2 separate regions of the Anas platyrhynchos genome follow, and region 2 is linked to region 1. Evidence: chromatin contacts called from public Hi-C data. All regions are on one chromosome and are shown on one strand. The core of a region is the stretch at or near the end of the contact, and the rest is flanking DNA. Distances in the headings are between cores, read along the strand shown.

Region 1 (3,087 bases), core at 247-2,746:
TATTTCCCAATGCTTTCTTTTAAGGAAAATAAAGCTTTATATTTTGTATGTCCTCACCCACAGAGACAAGTGTCCTGTTGCTGAGTTTTATCGGCTGCAGTTAGACCAAGACTGAGAGCTCCATAAAGTTCTGTATATGGCCCGGGTGCTTATAAAGTTGGCAGAGGACTGTGACAGGATGTTATAAAAACTGTGATTTAAGTCTGTGGTATGAGATTATTAAAATATACTTGCATTGTAGTAGGATGTAATGCATATATATATATTTATATAATATATATTTTATATATATATTTGTATATATATAAAAGCAATGAAAAAAAGTTTATGTGAGTTCCAACTGAACCTATGACCTAAAGTGTCTGTGCTGCCATGTCACATTCATGAAGTGGCTACACATTAGTACTAAGCAAAGTTTATAAAAAGATTTAAGATCCTTTGGCAGGAAAATAACAATGTAAACATAGATCATCTAGAAGTACACTCTGGTGCTGCAAAAAAAAGGATGACTGTTCTATTACATGCAGTGACTGAAAAATAAAATTTTATTGTGTTTATTAAAATGACAAAATACATCTATATAAAAACTTTGCAATCCAAATGCGAACAGGACATTTCAAAAGAACACATTGGTACCACTCTGTGCTACGACACCAGTAAGGTAAAACCCCTCTCGATACCTTTTAAAGTATAAAAATCACATTAGAAATCATATTGCAGGGAAGAAATACCCCGAAGGACACGGAAGGGCAATTACAGCCAGTTAAGTGAAAGGCCAGGATGAGCCAGTCGCTAAGTTTTGACACGGGGCTGGCTGTAAAGCCAGGCCGACGCGAACATTTTAGGATAAGCAGCCACCCCACAGCCACGTGAAGCCCCCCCGCGCCGGGCTGCACCGCAGAGCACGTCCCCACTCCACCATGCCCCTCGCCCGCAGCAGCCACCCCAAAGCCCTGAAATCGCAGCCCCGTCCTCTTCCAGCGCCCTGCTCCGGCCTGATCACGGCCGGGGAGCGCAGCAGCCGCTTTAGGAAGGGGCACGGCAATGGCCAAGCCGCCCCCGCTGCTCCAGGAGGGATCCGAGGAGCTGGCGGCGGCCCCGAGTCCCCTCCTGGGCTCCCGGCGGGGCTCGGAAACCCCCCGGCGGGCTTCCCCGCGGAGAGCCGGGGCCGGGCCCGCTTCCTTCATCCTCCCCGCCCGCCCCCGGTGCTCCGCTCTTCCTGGAAGCCTCCGGGTGACGGCAGGGCCCCGGCTCGCACCCACCTTGCGGCTGAGCAGGCGGGATTGCCGCTGCTTCTCCGCCGTGCCCATTGCCCGCAGCCGCTGCCGCAGCTCGGCTCGCAGCGCCCGCTTGGCGGCCCGCAGCGCCGCCGCCATTTCGGGGACGCCGCCGCCGCCCTCCCGCGGCGGCTCCATGAGCCCCGGGGAACCGGGCAGCAGCGCCTCGGGGTAGCGTTGTGGAGCTGCTGGGCTCGGTTCCCTCGTGGCTTGCAGCCAGCTGAGGTCCCAGCACAGCCCCGCTGTCCGGGGAGGGGATTGTTGGGCACTGTGCCCCAGCCAGGGTCAGGGGAACGTGGGTGCTTCCATCCCTGCTTGGGGCAGCCACCTCCTCTGTCCCTCACAGCCATGGGGTCAGCGTTCCCTGCAGGGTGATCCCCAGCAAAAAGTCGTGGCTCTGAGGCCTGGTGTGCTCTGCCCACGGTCTCCACTCCACACCAAACACCTGTCAGGGTGAGCCCTGTGCCATGCAGAACCATTTTCAAGCTAGCATGGATTGCAAAGAATTTCCCCTTTCCTAATTTTGCTATAGAAAGGGAAATTACACTTCAGCAGGATATTTGACCACTGCCTGACAGATGGTTTCACATCCCTACAAGCTCTGGTGGTGGCTGGTGGGCCTGGAATGCAGGGGAGATTTTGTGCCCTGAGAGGAACTGAAAGCGCTGCGCTGGCACCGGCCCATGGCAGCCTCACGCCCCCTCACACCACGGGTGCTGGCTTGGTGATGGGGGCATCGAAATGGAGATGCTGAAATGTCTTTTGGTTTCTCCCTTGGTAGGAATTCGGGAACAGTCACTTTCATACATCCTCTCTAGGTGTTACTGGGAGACATCTCAATCTAATGGCTGTGTTTATTGACGCTACCAGCTATCCCACATGCGGCTTGTTGGCCACATCTTTTGCTCTGGAAAGAGTATTGTGTTCTCCAACATATTGCCTGGCAGCTGTGAAACAGCACTGCCCCAGAACCTGAGGCAATACATGTCAAACAGTGTCATACATAAACCCATGACGGTTAACAAAGTATATCTATAGTACTTTAGAAGACTTAGCTAGTAGCACTGCTGTTTTAAGACAAACTGTTTAGATTCTAGACAGTATATCGTAGAATCATAGAATCATTAAGGATGGAAAAAACCTTCAAGATCTGGTCCAACCATCCCCCTACCACCAATGTCACCTACTAACCCATGTCCCCAAGCACCATGTCCAACCTTTCCTTGAACACCCCCAGTGACGGTGACTCCACCACCTCCCTGGGCAACCTGTCCCAACGCCTGACTGCTCTTTCTGAGAAGAAATGTCTCATTACTCCAACCTAAACCTCCGCTGGCGCAACTTGAGGCCATTCCTTCTAGTTCTGTTGCTAGTTATCTTCAAGAAGAGGCTGACCACAGCTCCCCACACCTTCCTTTAAGGGAGTTGTAGAGAGCAATAAGGTCTCTCTGAGCCTTCTCTTCTCTAGCCTAAAAAAAAAAACAAGAGTTCCCTCAGCCGCTCCTCACAGGACTTGTGCTCCAGGCCCTTCAACAGCTTCGTAGCCCTTCTCTGGACATGCTCCAGGGCCTCAATGTCCTTCTTGTAGTGAGGAGCCCAAAACTGAACACAGAACTCAAGGTGCGGCCTCTCAGCCCAGCTTTTCTTGCTCTTAAATGCAGAGCAAACACATTATTTATGTCCTAGTGAAGATAATCTAGAGCTTAAGGAACTATCAGTGGTCTAGGTTTCTTTTATTTAAACCCAGGCCTTATCCATGAAAGGCCAGTTATCAAATCATTACAACATCTAGACTTTTTAAAGGGTCAGA
Region 2 (2,986 bases), core at 232-2,731, 200 kb before region 1:
CTATGGTAACACATTAAATCAGCGTCCTTGCCGCACATGTTGAAACTGCTCCAGAATTGAGTAATTGATAAGTAGGTGTAAGATCAAGCCGAAAGCACACAGGACAACCACAGCAACAAACAGCACAACCCCAACAGGGTGACATGGAACAAAGTGATGCATACAGTTAGAGCACAAGAAAAGGAGAGACGGGGAAAAAAATTAGTAGAGTGTAAGTGCTAAAGAAAAGTCGTGTGAAGTAAAATGTAAGAAGCCACGTTGAAGGATGGTTCTTCAGAGGTGCTTTTCAGGGGATGGGGATCTTTAGTAGTAAGCCACCTTGCTGGGAGGACTGACAGGAGTGCAGTGAGGCAGCGGTGTGCCAAAACTCCTCGTTCTGTCCCAAAACAGGGCTGACAACTTCAACTCCTGCCTGTTAACTCACTGCTCCAGCCCTCCCTGCAGCAACTCATGGCAGAGGAGGCTGGAGGAGCGACAAATGCCTTTGTAGCCGTGCAGATCCTGCCAAGCCAAGGCAGGGTAAGGATGCTGACAGCTCCATGAGTCCACCAGAAGGGTTTTGTGTCCCCAGGAGGCGCTCGCCCCCGGGGACCCCGGCACTTACTCTTCCGTCCCGAGCTCATGCTGGCTTCCAGCTGCTTCAGCTTCAGCACCAGCTCCTCCTTCTCGGCCTGCCGCTGCAGCACATAGCCCAGCAGCATGCAGGTGTACTGCGTGGCTCTGCAAAACACCACAGACACACGGGCTGAGAGCACGGCGGGCACCCGGGGACCCCGGCACAAGGGCCGAGCACTCACCGTAGGAGCCTCTCGCGGCCCTGGCTGCGCTCGGTGAAGTCCACGAAGCGCTGCATGGCGCCGGGGCAGCCCCGCCGGCACCGGCACCGGCACCACAACGGCGGCCGCTCCCGCTCCGCCCCGCTCCGCCCCGCTCCGCCGCCGGAACCCCCCCGCTCCGGGCTCTGCTTCCCCGGCCGGGCCGCGGCGCTGCCGGCCCGTTGCCATGGCGACCGGCAACAGCAGGGCAGGTGCGGGGCGGTGTCACCGCGAAAAGCTTCCCCCCCCCCCTCCTCCCAGGTTGTTGTTTTTTTTTTCTTTTAATGCTTTTTCATAAATCTTATCCACCTCACTCCTAAACTTTGACTTTATTTATTTATTTTTTAATGTAAAATATCAGTGTCTTTGCCTCCGATATTCGCAGAGCGGAACAAAAACAAAGTAACAGAGGGGATGCAACAAGTAGAAATAAACAATACAGAGAAACTTTGCTCTGCCCACTCCCAAAGGAACCCTCTTCCCTCTTAACTATCATTAACCAGATTTTCTTTTTTTTCCCCTTTACCTCATGAAAGTAGATATTGTGCGATTCTTCGTTCTCCTGCACCTGCTGTGGTTACTGCACCGGTGCTGTGCTCTGCACTGCGAGAGGCAGCACGATGCCCGCGCGTGTCCGGAAGCATTCCCTGGAGATTCCTCCGCCATCTGAAGAGGACTGGCTGAAGGATGATGAGGAAGACTTCTTCCAGCAGGATCCCGAGCGAATACGCGATGTGTTGCCTCAGCCCTTCAGGATGGCCAACAAACTGGTGATGCTGGTTTTTGAAAATGCTATGGAAATCATCGAAAGAAGGGAGACGCTCCGAGAAGCACAAAAACTGAAGGGCCAGCCCACAAAATGCTTTCCTACAGCTGAATTCCAGGTACAGAGCCCCTTACACCAGGGACAGCAGCAATTACCTTGCCAGTTTCTCTAGTGAATATCCATTCAGTTGGCTTTACATCCTTCTGTTCATCACCTTCCTCAGAATCCACCACCATCTCCCCGATTCATTTCAAAAGGGCTGCAGTTTCTCAGCTTGTCCAACAGGTTCTGCTTGCCACCCATCTATCACATCTCTCTGAAAAGAAAGAAGCAGGTATTAAAGAGCATTAAATTCACCTTCTGCTTCCTTGGCTTGCTCCACCCTTGTTGAGCCCAGAAGGTAATTAGTCAGTAGCATACAAATGAGCAAGCTCAGCTTTGTGTAATAGTGAATATGCTGTGAGCAGGTTTTTCTTTTTATTTTATTGTTATTTTTATTTCTGAGAGAAATAAACTCTCTAATTCCTGACCAAGCAATCTCTGTGACAGAGATGTGACCTTCTTCCCCTGCTCTTCTGATGAAAGCTCATGCAAAAGCTTCTCCCTTGTAGAACAAATCAGCCTTTGCTACTGGTGAAAGGTTAGGAGATTATTGCTGGTGTGGCTGATGTATCCCCCTCATCTGTAGTGGTGGGGTGCACACATCTTTTCCTCTCTTGGTAGGTAACTGGAACAGCCAATTGCCTGTCAGTGTCTGGAAAATTCATCTTTGTTGGTCTGTCTGTGGGTCTGGCTGCCTTCAGGATGTACGACTGTAAGCAGGTCTGTGTTTGGGATGCAGTCAAGACAGAGATTTGTGTCATCCGCTCCTCGGACTTGGGGAACGAGCACCATGTCCTGCTCACTGTGGATGAAATGGGTAGGTGTGACATGGGTTTCCCTGACCTGGCTGGTGGATGGCTGGGCTCTGGAGCTGAAGAGTTGGTAGCTGCTTTATGGAAGAGTGCTAAATCAGGAGGAATGTGAGCGTGGCTGTTGTATTTCCTAGAAAGCCCTGCAAAGAGTGTTAGGTAACGGGTTGTAGGGTGATAGAGTGGCCCTAGGGCCTTGGGATTAGGAAAGGGTGTGGGTTTGGTGTCCTTGCTGGAACAGCAGAGGCAGATGCAGGGCTGAGGCTGAAGTGCAGTAAGTTTTAGACCAGATGGAAAGAAGCATTGCTAGGTGTGACCTCCTGCTTGTGCTTTGTTTCAGCACCTGTAATTGTACAGCCCTGTGGTGAATAAGTTTGTTTGTTGATTCGTCTGAAAGCTGTCATTTCTGGCGGAGGTGCTTTTCAGACTGTCTTATCCATCTCTGTGTACAATCAAGTGTTTGCTGGTAATGACATAAGGAAGCCACTGGAAGC

Evidence for each region. Hi-C and Micro-C count contacts between places; a contact is called where the count stands out from the background.
Region 2: a Hi-C map of F1 follicle shows a contact between it and region 1, with 2.1 times the contacts expected there. The contact joins the promoter of PEX11A here to the promoter of MTHFS in region 1. A contact is called at or near these places in 5 of 8 Hi-C or Micro-C datasets (F1 follicle, liver, skeletal muscle and 1 more).

The regions. Positions count from the first base shown.
Region 1 is chr11:16,742,899-16,745,985 of IASCAAS_PekinDuck_T2T, reverse strand. It overlaps MTHFS (methenyltetrahydrofolate synthetase), which reads right to left and starts at 1,496. Exons shown (of 3, transcript XM_027466238.3): 1 at 1,263-1,496. The coding sequence starts at 1,415.
Region 2 is chr11:16,946,967-16,949,952 of IASCAAS_PekinDuck_T2T, reverse strand. It overlaps PEX11A (peroxisomal biogenesis factor 11 alpha), which reads right to left and starts at 1,481. Exons shown (of 3, transcript XM_072043595.1): 1 at 1,342-1,481; 2 at 605-720. The coding sequence starts at 1,481. WDR93 (WD repeat domain 93) reads left to right here and starts at 1,436. Exons shown (of 15, transcript XM_072043593.1): 1 at 1,436-1,699; 2 at 2,305-2,500. The coding sequence starts at 1,436.